3 separate regions of the Mus musculus genome follow, and regions 1 and 2 are each linked to region 3. The links are chromatin contacts, called in public Hi-C and HiChIP or PLAC-seq maps. All regions are on one chromosome and are shown on one strand. The core of a region is the stretch at or near the end of the contact, and the rest is flanking DNA. Distances in the headings are between cores, read along the strand shown.

Region 1 (4,279 bases), core at 400-2,899, 1.5 Mb before region 3:
TGATATCATAATAAGTTTTCCTGAAGCAGTAAAACAAGTAGTTTTAAAAACTAGTATTATTTCTTATATACTTAAAAAAAATCCAGCCTTATCAGATTGGAAGATGAATTGTACTTCAATAGCATATGTTGTATGCAGATGCTGAGAACTCAAGTTAGAACCTTAGTAATGGTTGACCCCGTATGTTCTTTCTAGAATTCTACCAAATATCTGGCTGGGTAGCTGCCCTCGCCAACTGGAACATGTGACCATCAAACTGAAGCATGAACTGGGAGTTACAGCTGTCATGAATTTCCAGACTGAATGGGATATCATCCAGAATTCTTCAGGCTGCAACCGCTACCCTGAACCCATGACTCCAGACACCATGATGAAGCTGTATAAGGAAGAAGGCTTGTCCTACATCTGGATGCCCACTCCAGACATGAGCACTGAGGGTAAGGGCCAGAAGTAGCACTCGGATTCCTTGCTGAATTTGCTTCAGGGACCTGTTTGTCTTCCTCTCATCTATAACTGAATGTCTAAACTCTGAATTATAAAAGTGGAATCAACATAGGGATTTAGATTTAATATGCATTTAGACACTTTGACAGGATTCTGTTTAACGTGGCTTCATATATATGTGTGTATGGAGCATACAGTCCCTAAGGGATGGCAAGTCTTAATGAATGAACTAAAGTAGGGGTTTAAAAGCACAATGGGTTGGTTATAAAGACAGACAGATATTTTGGGGAGCTTGCGTAGATAATCTAGAAAGGCTTTTGAGGCCGTGATGCCTGAGGTACTGGGGAGTGGCTTTGCAGTGACTGGGGAGAGGGCACGAGGAAGAGGAGAGGATGGAAGAAATAGCGATGTAGAAGAATCTCTATGCCCTGATAGGATGTGGCACCTTGTAGGAACTGAAAGACCAGTGTGGCTAAAGAACTGAGAATATGAAAATACCCCCAGGACTTGAGCTACAGTAGCAAACGATGTTACATTGTCAGAATAGCTTCAGCAGGGAAAAAGGTGGGAAGCCGGGGAGGGTGGAGGTCCTTTTTGTTTTAGTTTGTTTACCAAAAGTATATCTATTGCTGCAGGAACAGCTTGCAGCTGGGTCTGGGAGTCCAGTGAGGTGGGTGTAGTAAGATGGGTAATAATCTGGAAGGTGAGGCCCTGGGCTGTGGGGAGGAGCATGGTAGTTAGTGAGGCAGCACTGACTGGGCAAGCATGCGAGACCAGTCTTTATGAATGGGTTATGCGGTCGGGTACAGCTGGGGAAGCAGGTGACTAAGTCATAGATGTGACATAGTATGTAAGCGGCAGTAAGGTAAGTTCAGAACCAATTACAGCGCAGAGAAGAGTGGACAATGAATGATGTGATGTGCTCTGGAGATTATGGCTTGTCTCTGACGGGGGCAGATAGGCAGACTACACGATTTCCGGGGCGTTTGAAGTGGGCCTGGCTTGGATGGGAGATGTGGGCAGAGAGAGGAAAATGAGAGGGCAAGGAGGAGCACAGACGAAGGCGCAGAAGCTCGGGCTTGTAGAAGAGCCGGCTATAGATGCAATAGACAGTTGCTGAAAAGCAGGTCTAACTTTTCCTTCCGGTAAAAGAGCCACCTCTCTACGACAGTATTAGTAACGTGTCAGCAGGGGGCAGCAGAGAGCTGTAGAGTGCATGGGTTTGGGGCGTTTGAAGATTTGCTCTTCTGGGTAAGAATGGCATTGAAGCCAGGCCAGGAAGCTCGAAAACGTTTCTCCCCATCCAGCTCTCTCTCGGTGTAATGCATGCTACGTCTCCACCCCTCTCATGAACGAAATGGATTAACTCGTCAGCTTCAGGGAAGATTCTAGGCAGACATTGTAGTCACCCCATTTTGCAGAGGAAAAGACAGGTACAAAATGGTTATGTAACTTAAGACTGAAATGTGGAAAGACATTCCACATTTCAGGGGTGTCATTCTGTGTCACAGAACTGCTCCCAAAGCCAGGCTGCGAAGCCGCAACTGCGCGTTTCTTTGTACGCTTCAGGCAGAGTCCCCAGACCCACGTAATTTCTGTTCTTTGTGTTCATGATTAGTTGCAAAGCTACGAACTGAGGGGACATAGCTTATCTCCCAGAAACCAGAGGTCTGTAAAACAGAACATCTTGAGGACCATAGGAAACCCATGTCACTGGCCACCTTGACACTTCAAAGACATCAGGTGGAATTTAAGGCATTTTCTTGAGGCTAAACCCCAAACCAGACAGAGTTTATATCAGCAGAGAGAAGGACAGCTTAGCTCTCTGGAGATCGTCTGTCTGGTTTTAAGACAGTCAAAGAATTGTTCGAGCCTTCAACTGTAGCACAGAGATTTTGATTTGGCGTCTATGGTTCTAATTCCACAGCATCATTGCCCACCTGGGTAAACAGGAGGGGACAGGCAGGCAGGGAGCAGTTGAGCCATTAATTCTGCTACTCCACCCTCCCCTTCCCATGCTCTGCTAACTGAAGGGTCCCAGGTCTAAAAGGGAATTTTCTCAGTAGTTTGGTTTCATCTTTCTGCTGGGAGCCATTGTAGTTGTATTCAAAGCATGGTTGTGGGGGGGTCACTGGGTCACCAGGTCAGGGTGTCTATGGCTATCTCCAATGCAGAGCTATCATAGCAACAGGAAGAGAGCCAAGAAGCCCACAACTGCCATAGCACAAACACTGACACCGAATAAAAGATTTGGTTCAGTTGGACCTTGACAGGTTATCAAAGAGTTAACCATTTCAGAGTGGCAGGGTGACTTTCTTCCAACAGATTAATCTATGTAGCTTATAATTATAGACCAATGCACATATAGATTCCCCCACCCGAGTATTTTTAGAACACCAGGGGGAGGGGGGTGGGATCTGTCTGGAAGCATTCTGAGCTGCTGCATAATGCTGTCAGGTGAAGTCTGGAAGGAGAGTCTGTTAGACTCAATTGTCATAGAGCGGCTGCAGTCAATTGTCCTATCGATCCTTCCTGTTGTACACTTTGTCATATAAGGACGACTAGCTTAGATATCTTCCTTTTCAGTTCTCCTTTTTAAAAAATGGCTCCTCTCTTTCACCTGGGGAATGAAAAAAAAAATCTCCAAGTCAAAGGAATAAACTGCGTTTGCTCATTAAACCCCCCTTCTCAGGGGGAAGTTCCATTGAGTGCTGCTCTCTGCTCTGTTCCTGTAACAGCTTAGCTCTTTCCTTCCCAGTGAGTTCTAAGATTCTGGGTGTTGCTTTGCTACCACGCTTCAGTCATTCTCTCACTCAGCAGACTCAGTTCATCTCTGCCTTTCTGCCATAACACTGACCTGGCAGTGCCTAAATACCTGGCAGGCTGGAGCCTGGTCGGCCTTGGGTAGCTTGTAGACGGGTCTATTCCTGTACTGGCCATCCAGGGATGGGATCTCTACTAACTAGATTATAATAGACTGTAAGATTAGTCACAAGCTTTAAAAAATATCTTATTACTTCTCTGAGAGTTTCATAAAATGTGTTTTGAACACACTCATCCACATGCCTCCCTGTAATTCCTTCTAGGTCCATCCTGCACCCTGGACTTCCGGTACCCTGCCCACTTTGTATTCTCTTTGTGTTTGTTTTGTAAATAAATCATGGTGTCCACTTTGTGCTGCCTATATGGTACAGGGCCATCCTCTGCAGCATGGTCAACCGACTGGAGACACTTTTGCAAAGAAAAGTGGCTCTCCCTGCTTAGAGCTGTCAAGTACCCATAGCCTTCAGTTAGGGGTGAGAGTTCTTTATGTTTCTACCAAAAGATGTTACAGATAGGATAGACCCTCATCTATCCATCTTGTTAAAGGTGGAAAACAAGACTTTCCAAGTGAAGTGCCAGTGTGCAGTTATGTATCGCCCCAGAGTAGGACAGGGAAGATGCACATGTATGCTGTGGACCTCTTCCTTGGCCAACCGTAGACAAAGCAAAGCAGCCCTGGAGAGGGTCTTGACCTCCCTTACCTCAGGCTCTAAAGAGTCGGGTGTTAAAAAGCTCTTCCGTTTCTAATAACCTTGGCTTGTTCAATCCCTGCTTCCCTTTCAGGGAGCTTTAGTTATCCCAGACTTAGATTAGCCTCTAGCAGGATAGGAGCAAAAGGTAGAACAGAGAATTCTAACATGTCAGATCAAACAAGTGAGATTGCCGTTCAGTTGTTAGGGAGGTATCTAATGCTTGTTGAGTGAGCATCTATGCCCAGTGCTTGTTTTAAATTCCAAGGACAGAAACACAGATGGTGGAGTGTTTTGCTTGACCTACATAAGGTTTACAATTT
Region 2 (4,436 bases), core at 602-3,101, 1.0 Mb after region 3:
AGGCCCGGAATTCCAGAGGCTAATTTCCACCCCTCCCACGGAGTCACCTGCTCCGGGGGAACCCCGGCCAGAAAGCCGGGTCGCGCCAGGTCAAATCTTGTGCGTCTCTTGTTTACTCCGCCCCGGGCAGGGCGGCGGCGCGGACAGGCGGGTGGGGAGAGGGTGCTACGGCCCCGGGAGCTCCTGAACGCTCGAATCCAAAGAGTGGGCGGCGCGCGGTCGAGCTCCGTGGAGAGCCCACCCGGAGGAGGCGCTCCGGGCGCCGGCACCGCCCAGAAGCCAGTGTCTGCGCTCCAGCGCAGCGACCTCTTGGGAACCTCCCTTGAGGGTGCACACGAGTCCACACACGCTGGGTAACGGCCCGAGGGAGCCCCGGTGTCCCCCGGGTGTTGCCGGGCTGGGGAGGAAGCCAGAGTCCCGGCCCCTACTCGCTTGGGATTCCCTTCCCCTCCCCCAGCCCCGCCCAGCTCTCCCAGGGCTGGGTGTGATTTCAGTCCCTAGCAGAGAACCAGAAGCGCGCAGCTGGAGGTGGCAGCTCGCCCCCTTTCCCCCGCTCGGCCCCCCAGGAAGCCGGCAGCTGCTCCCCGCACCGCTGCCCTAGCCTATTTGAATACCCAGACGAGGGCGGGCGGCTTCCTGAGCAGGGTGCACCCGGGGCGCCCTGGGGAGTGACCCCGGGGAAAGCAATTGGGGCGTTTCGAGCTCGTGAAAACTTCGTGCTTCCGCCCCGGCACGGAAAATGCTAGTGAAACACACTGTGAGCTCCAGGGGCTGCAACATAATTCCCCACCACCACCCGAATTGTTAACAAAATCGTGAGTGCAGCTGGAGGGTGAAGAGGCGAGAAATCCTTGGTACGCGGGCAAAATGTAAGGATCCCACAGATCACAAGGAACCAGTACGTGGGAAAGGGGGCTAGAGAGGGAAGGGAATGGGCGCGAAGGAGGTTTCCACACCCTAGTAGGAAATTCTCAGACCGCTCCAGACTCGCCAGTGTTTCTGCGTGGCAAGCCGATACCCGCTCTCAGCGGAGATCTCGGCTCCGAGGCAAGAGAGCGCGACCGCGACCTTCCCTCCCCGCGCGCCCGCATCAGGGCCAGTCCGGGTCGCACATCCTTCGCCCCGCTGGCCTGCTCCAGACTGGTTTTTCTGGTTCAGCCTCCCTCCCAGGGACGCGCTGGGGGATCCGATGACGTCGCTGGCTGAGTCTCTCCCTCTTCCTCCCTCCCTCCCCTCTCCCCCGCCCGCCCTCGCCGCGCACTCCTCCTAGTAACTTCTGTTCGGGGAGGCGCTGCCAGGAATAACCCGGTGCGTCCACAGCCCGGAGGGGAGGTGGCCGCTGCGGCTCCCGCACGCCGACAAACTGCGGCCCGGGTCCTGCGGCTCAAGCCCCAGCCTAGCGGCCCTGGCCCCCGCCCTGGCTCCATCTCCTAACAGTGTCCGAAAATAAATAAATATATAAATAAAGACAAGAGGAGCCTGGGCTGGCGGTGGGGATCGCCTCCCTCCCTCCTCCCTCCCTCCACGCCCGCCCTCCCTCTGTCCTTAAGGAAATGCTACCAGACACCCCCCACCAGACACGCTCAGCCTGGGCGAGGAGCAGCCGCCGCAGCAAGAACAAGGGCACCGGGGGGCTTTCCTCCCCTCCTCCTCTCTCTCCTCTTCCTCCTCCTGCGCTGCGGTGACTTTACAGGTGAGCGGCCGCCGCGGCTGCGAGGATCCCCCCCACCGCCCGCCGCGTCGCGCCCTCCTTCGGCCGCTGTCACCCGGACTGCCGGGAGCTGACAGCCGCCCGAGGGGCTCGCGGCCGGGAGGCTGGCGGCCGGCGGGAGGCGGGCTGGAGGTGAGGGGGTGGAGAGCTGGAGAGCGGGGCGCCGCCGTGCGCTGTCTCTCCCCGGTGGAGGAGGGTCTCCGCAAAAAGAGAAAGAAAAAGGAAAAAGAAAAAAAAAAAAAGACATCTTCGGTGACTGTGGCACAAGTATTTGCCAAGTTGAGTCTTGGACATTGAAGCTTGCCCGGAGCCCGAGCAACTTGAAAGGTCCTCTGGCTGGGTAGCAGCCTCCCTCCACGCTTCGACTCTTGGGTACTGGGTGCAGCCCTGGGGTGCGTGGAGGGCGCACCGGCCGCTGGCAGAGCAGAGCGGCGGGAATCTAGGTCCCTTCTCGGCTCGGTAAGTGGCCTCGGTTCTGTGTTTTTCCTGCCTGCACCAGAGATCGAGCTTGTTTCACTTTACCCTGAAATCGCCTTCGCCCAACTCCATCGCCCCCTTCGCGGCGCGCGCCCCCGGCCGCTTTCCTGGTGGCCCAGGGGTAAGGGTCGGAGGAGGCGGGGATGGGGGAGACCTAAGCAAGGGGGGGGGGGTCGGGCGCATTAGGAAATGCGGGGAATACCCTGGCCGAGGTTCTATGCAGATGAGGGGAGGCTGCTTTGCGTAATGTCCTGGGGGGAGGGGGCCGCGCGGGAGCGCTGGAGGCAGGAATGTGCCTGGTTACTAATGAGGGACGTGCACCGGCGCGCACCGCCGGGCCACCGCTGCGGCTGCCGCGGCCGGCGGTCCGTTGTCAAGTAGCGGGGGAGGGGGCGCGGCGCGGCGCGGGGCTGGGGGCGGTGCGGGCGGGAGGGCGAGCGGGCGAGCGGACGGCAAGGGCCGGGCTGCCGGCCTGCGGCCGAGCGAGCGCAGCGGAGGCGCTGGCGCTGGGCATTTCTGTGACTCCTTTCTCCTCCCGAGCGAGGAAGGAAGGAAGGAGAGAAGGAAGGAAGGAAGCGAAGAAGGAGGGGACTGTCTCCATGGAAGGTTCAGGCGGAGGCGCCCTCGCCTTGCGGGTGCACCGGCCGCAGAGCGGCTCCAGCCGCCGCCGGCTGGCCCCCGGCGCTTGGAGACGGGTGGGGGCGGATTGCATGCTTGTTTGTGCTTCTGGTCGGGGGATCGGGAAGAAACATGTGTGTTTGGGCAGTGCACCGCGAGGAGCTGGGTCTGCGCCTTTATGTCTGTTCCCTGAAGTGGGTGGAACGTTGGCCCGTTCCGGGAATGTTCCATGACGTGGTGCAGCCACAGGAAGGGGGTTAACGAGGGGCTCTCTGCCGCGGCGGCTCTGCTGGCTGCTATCAAAGCAGATGTGCTGCTGCCGCCGCACCTCTCACCTCCCTTCACCCCCAACCCCCTCCTTTCCATTCTGTGCGTCTGGTGCTGGTAGGGCTAAGACAGGAAAACATAGCGTCTATGTATGTGTGTGTGTGTGTGTGTGTGTGTGTGTGTGTGGTGAGGGTGATGTGTCTGTCGTATTTGGTGGGGGAACGACTCCAGATCAGCCTTGCCATCCCAGCTGTTATCACAGATCGGTGCGCTTTATACGCATGTGCCTCCCGCGTCCTGTCCCTCTTACATAACATATCCAGTGCAGCAGAGGACAGGAGAAAATGCGACCCCAACCCTCCACGCTCAGTCTCTGTGGAGGCTAGAAGGTCGGAGAGGGTCTCTGGATGTTGTGCTGCAGGGATGCGGCTCCCAGTGGGGAAGAGACCGAGGGGAAGCAGGGTCTCTTGTAGTGGTTCCTCAGTCGCCTACTTGAAAGCATCTAAGTGCAAAGGACTGCAGGAACTAGTCCTCTGAATGCGAAAGCTTTTGACTTGCGTCGCCAAGGGAAAGTGGGCGCTCTCACCTCGGAGACGCAGAGAAGAGAAAGGGTCTGTAATACAGTCGCCTGGAGGAGACCCGCAGAAACGTGCTTGGGCTGAGAACAGAGGGCAGAGGGGTTAGCATAGAGGCGACCAGAGGAATCTCTTGATAATAGGTTACACTGGAAACCCCAGGACACCTGTAATGGCTTAGAATTCACACAGGAAGCTGTGTGTGCAACTGACATTGCAAAACCCTTATGCTCTGCACAGTTATTTAGGCCTAAAATGAACACAGAGAGGCTTGCTTCCGGTCCTTTCATTATAATAGAAAAATTGAACTGATTTTTTTCGTTCTTCCTTTTCTGCCATTTTAAAAATAACTCTATTTAAAAACTATATTGGTACTTTCTTCCACTTCCAAAGCAAGACTTCAATAACTCACAGGAGGGCTGTTTTTGTTTCTTCTTCTTCTTCTTCTTCTTCTTCTTCTTCTTCTTCTTCTTCTTCTTCTTCTTCTTCTTGTCAATGCAGAGTCCTTTTCGAGGGCTATTTTTTTCTCTTCAGCAGTTTCTTTTGCCTGAATAATCAAACCCAGAAATTACTTGAAGTATTAATAAGATTCATACTAATTACATTTTCAGTACCCCCCCCCCCAGAAAAAGGCCATGGAACTTTAGACCCATTTCCTTTAGTGATAATGATTCTATTTGTCCTTGAGCAAACCAAGTTGTTTTAGATATATTCACATATCGTTACATACATAAATGTGTTAGGATCTGTGAATGCCTGGTTGCTTATATGTCTTATAGGCATGCCAA
Region 3 (4,416 bases), core at 1,131-3,630:
CATACAAGCAAACCACGGGATACACAGGTTTGAAAATGTCACTATGAAATACATCATTTTGTGCTATGAATATACTAATAAACTTTTAAGAACCCGAGGCATTAAATTTTACTTCCTTTGAATCATTAGCACACGCCTGAAGTACATTGCATGCATTTGAGGTGTTTATCGACTAATTAAAACTCTACCTAAAGATAAACAGCAGCCTGGATGGAGCTGAGGAGGTGGCTCAGCAGCTAAGAGCACTTGCTGTTCTTACAGAGGACCTGGGTTTGGTTCCTGGAGCCCACGTGGCAGATTGTAAACCAACCCCAGTTCCAGGGCACCTGTAGCTTCCTCCTGACCGCACAGCAGGCACCCATGTGGTGTACTTACAGACAACCGCGCATACACACTAAAATAAATGAATAAAAGTGAAAGACCAAAAAGCTAATCAAAACCCCCAAGCCCCAACTGACCGCTGAGGACTGAGAACGCTTCTGGTGTAGGAGTCTTCCAACTGACCACGATGTCTGTTTAACATTGATGGCTCATGCAAACAAACACACACGCATACATGCATACACACATACACACATACATATACATATCCCCCTAACTTCATAGCTGTCTTCAGCATTTGAAAGGAAAATGCGTAACTGAAACAAAGATTATTGACGCCAAAGAAGGGTTTCATCATACAGTTAAAACAATGCTCATGAAAATTATTTCAGTGATGAGTTATTCTGCTTAATGGAAGATCTTTTTTAAATAAATAAATAAAGATTAAAAGATTTGGAGGAAAAGTCAACTTCCTGTCTGTAACTTAAGACAGTTATTAAAAAACAAAAAAAAAAGATAAGGTTTATTCAAACAAACTTACCTCAAGTTTACCAGTAGGTGTCACAATTTAAATATGCTGATATCATTTCCCACAGAGTTCCGAGTTTTTCGAAAAATATTTTTCTACGACTCCAGATAACTGAATGGACCTGAGGAACACGTGAAAATAAATGATCAATGGTAATAACCAACGTTTCCGAGGTTTTATGATTGTAGAGAGGGGTTTATTTAATCAGTGTCTCAACTTATTCAAAAGGCTGGGGAGTTCCTTGAGCCACGCCTACAAAATGTGTTTAAGATCTTGGACTGCTTTGATAAAAAACACTTTTGGAGAGAATAGGGTGGCACACGCCTTTAATCCCAGCACTTGGGAGGTAGAGGCAGGAGGATTTCTGAGAGTTCGAGGCCAGCCTGGCCTACAAAGTGAGTTCCAGGACAGCCAGGGCTACACGGAGAAACCCTGTCTCGAGAAACCAAAAACCAAACCAAACCAAACCAAACCAAAACAAAAAAACCCAAAGAAAATAGGAGAAGATAAAAATCGAAAATATTTCAAATTCTGGGTCTTCATGGTCAAATGGTACATTTTTGAAAGACTGCATGTGAACACGTTAAACTTTGAGGGGGGGGGAAATGAAAAGAAAGGAAAGAAAGAAAACAAAGGGAAAGGAAGAAAAAAGAAGGGGGTGGGGAGCGGACAGAGGAAAGGCAAAAGCGGACTTGTTTTTTTTTTTTTTTTTTTTTTCTTTTTTCTTCTGTGCAAAAGTACTTTTGCAAAAAGTTAGCCAATACCAGACCTCTCCGGGGAGCCTCTTCCCGCCTGGCTCAGGTCGGTTCCTGGAGACACGGTCGCTTCACTGCGGGAAATTGGGCTGCCTTGTAGCAGCGCCCTATTAAGGATTAAAGAACATTTCTTTCAACTGAAATAAGACTTCTAAATTTCCAAAAGCTCTGGACCTAAAAACAACTGACAGACCGCGGCAAGGAACAAAACAGCAACTTTACCAGGAGTGGGGTTCGAACCCACGCAGACATATGTCCATTGGATCTTAAGTCCAACGCCTTAACCACTCGGCCATCCTGGTGCAGGCGTGCTCTCTTCTCTTTGCTGTTCCTACAAAGCTCACAATACCGTCCTCATTTTCCCCAGTTACTCGAGGATGCTTCTGCGCAGGCTGCGCGGCGCTTTCCCGACCCGGCTACAGAGACTCGGAGACTGCCGCCGGGGTTTCGCGCCGCCGCCGCCGCCGCCGCTCACTGTCGCCCCGAGATCTCGGCGGCAGCGAAGGAACTGCAGGAGCAGAGAGCGGGACAGAGCTCTGGGCCGGCGGGCGCCGGCTCTCCTTGCTCACTGTAGGTGCGCGGGCGCGACAAACAAACTCCACAGCTAACTTCTGGGCTCCGGAGCGGAGGTGGGAGGGGTCCCTCGGGCGGTGTAGGCACGGGTCCGCAGGGCAACCATCAGTGTGTTTCTTCTAAATCGAATAGGTTCCCGGGGCCCGGCACCTGTGCGCGCGCGGCTTTCCTTCCTCGCCAGTGTTACCACATGCCGGAAGGAGGTTCCGGAGAAAGAGGAGGTTCCGGAGAAAGCTGTGTGGTCAGGGCAGTGTGGCCCAATCCCCCACCCCCTCCCTGGTTGTGTAGACACTGTCCCCTTTGCTCTGCTTCAAATGCAGGGTCAAGACCTCCTGGATTCCTGCCACCCCTACAGCTCCCCTAGAGGGCAAACTCTTGTTTTAACTTGTCTCCTGTTTTAGCTCCCCTTTTGTTGTTGGGACAAAACACCCACAACAAAAAGCAATTTAGGGTACAGCGGTTTATTTGCATTACTTCGGCTGTTCCTCAAAACCTTGGCTCTACCCCAGGGTTCAGGCTAGGTGTTTCTGCAGCTGCAGGCAGGGAGCTGGTGGCTGAGCCTTGCTCTGGCTGTCCCACCTTGTCCCTCTCCCCTAACCCACCCCCATGTTTGGTTTATACAGGTCTGGTGGCTTCAGTCTTTGACTGTAAACCTAGGATGCACTGTTTCACAAAGTGCCCCACTGTTTCAGACCTCCCAGTGGCTCCCTCAAACATTTTCTCAGTTTCACTGTAATGATCCAACTGCTCTACCATCTCTCACAGCTCTGTGACCCCCAGGGAACACCCAGCTTTTGGTTCTCTTGAGTCCTGGTTAAGTCTGACCGGACTCCTTACGAAGGAACTCTACTCTAGCATCCAGACAGCTCCTGTCTATCTCCCAATGGCGGGAACTCCACTGACCTTTGCCTGACCATGTTCCTCAATAGTACCTTTAGGGCATCCAGGGTAAGCACTCAGAGAAGTACACCAGAGAGCCTAGGTCCTCAGGCCTTGTTCTCTGTGCGGACACTGTGCTAGAGTCTGGAGGCAGCCTGTGGAATGTAACATGGGGTCAGTAACATGGGGTGATTACCTCACCAGGTGATCAGAGAGAGGCCTGAAGCTGCACGCAATGGGTGTTAAATGCAAATGAGAACATGAGAACATGTGCACTCTATAACCCAAGCATTGCTCTAAGCTCCCTACACACAGTTTTGTCTAGCTTGATTTTTTTTTTTTTTTTTTTTTGAGATAGGGTCTCACTATGTAGCTCTGGCTGTCCTGGAACTCTCTATATAGACCAGGCTGTCCTTAAACTCACAGAGACCTGTCTGTCTCTGCCTCCTAAATGTCAGGGTTAAAGGCTTAGAGTGAGTACCACTCTTCAGGGGCTCGGTTAATTTTCTTAATAACTGTAATGTAGGCGTTCCTATCCTCATTTTGAATGAGGCCATAGAGATCTCTTGCAGACTTGCTCAACTAAAGGAAGCCCCCTGCCTGCACTGCTGCTGTTGCCCGGGGCTGCAGAACTTCTCCACCAACCCAGCTTTGCACCGGAGGGTTCTTCTCAGAAATATTCTTTCTGGTGCTCTAGACGATTGCATTTCCGTTTTCTGGCCTCAGTTCAGGGATGGGTCTGGAACACAAGTTAGTTTTTAATCAGAGTTGCAAGTAATCCTTGGGTTCCTTGGGAAGAGATGTCAGTCAGTCATCGATGGAGCATATCATATTGTGATAAGGAGTACCGTAACAGTCATTCACACCCCATATAGTGTTCTGTGATATGAGGAGCTCATGGAGCTACCTGCAGTTATTTAGCCAACAGCCTTCAACCATCAGGTGCTGCTAATGACTGTGTTTAAGTCTTCAGATTCCAGTCCCAGATCCTCAAGTGACATCCCCTCACCCAAAGCCACTAAATCCTCTAAGTGCCCAGAGGCCATAGAAAAGAAACCCACCTGGCCTCACTATACATTAAAAAAAGAAAAAAAGATGTATTTATTTACTATGTAAAGTGTTCTGTCTGCATGCCAGAAGAAGGAGGCACCAGATTTTGATATAGATGGTTATGAACTATCATGTGGTTGCTGGGAATTGAACTCAGGACCTCCAGAGGAGCAGCTAGTACTTTTTACCTCTGAGCTGTCTCTCCAGCCCCCATACATTTTTTTTTAAACTCTTGATTTTCAGTATCTGTGGACATAATAAAAATCACTATTGTTTGGCAATGCTTAAGTTTGTATGCTGAAGCGAAGC

Evidence for each region. Hi-C and Micro-C count contacts between places; a contact is called where the count stands out from the background. HiChIP or PLAC-seq counts read pairs in DNA pulled down with a chosen protein or histone mark.
Region 1: a contact with region 3 is called in a Hi-C map of cortical neurons, with 2.2 times the contacts expected there. The contact joins the enhancer-like site here to the promoter of B230208H11Rik in region 3. A contact is called at or near these places in 1 of 39 promoter capture datasets (hippocampal neurons), 2 of 484 Hi-C or Micro-C datasets (cerebral cortex and cortical neurons) and 2 of 115 datasets of contacts at active chromatin or transcription factors (astrocytes and large pre-B cells).
Region 2: a contact with region 3 is called in an H3K27ac HiChIP or PLAC-seq map of microglia, with 5 times the contacts expected there. The contact joins the promoter of Hivep2 here to the promoter of B230208H11Rik in region 3. A contact is called at or near these places in 2 of 39 promoter capture datasets (liver and pre-B cells), 3 of 115 datasets of contacts at active chromatin or transcription factors (astrocytes, microglia and thymic regulatory T cells) and 2 of 9 other capture datasets (adipose tissue and liver).

What each region holds. Positions count from the first base shown.
Region 1 is chr10:11,448,447-11,452,725 of GRCm38.p6, forward strand. It overlaps Epm2a (epilepsy, progressive myoclonic epilepsy, type 2 gene alpha), which reads left to right. Exons shown (of 4, transcript NM_010146.2): 3 at 196-437. Among named protein-coding and RNA genes, the nearest start is that of Epm2a, 110 kb to the left of the region's middle. Within about 2 kb of position 1,650, at least 26 of the 459 cell types and tissues checked have an H3K27ac peak or open chromatin away from gene starts, as enhancers often do. A contact at or near this core is called in cortical neurons and hippocampal neurons, where this site is marked.
Region 2 is chr10:13,964,528-13,968,963 of GRCm38.p6, forward strand. It overlaps Hivep2 (human immunodeficiency virus type I enhancer binding protein 2), which reads left to right and starts at 1,852. Exons shown (of 9, transcript NM_010437.2): 1 at 1,852-2,170.
Region 3 is chr10:12,920,747-12,925,162 of GRCm38.p6, forward strand. B230208H11Rik (RIKEN cDNA B230208H11 gene) reads right to left here and starts at 2,381. Exons shown (of 3, transcript NR_038028.1): 1 at 1,828-2,381; 2 at 863-971. n-TLtaa3 (a tRNA gene) reads right to left here and starts at 1,907; the gene lies at 1,825-1,907.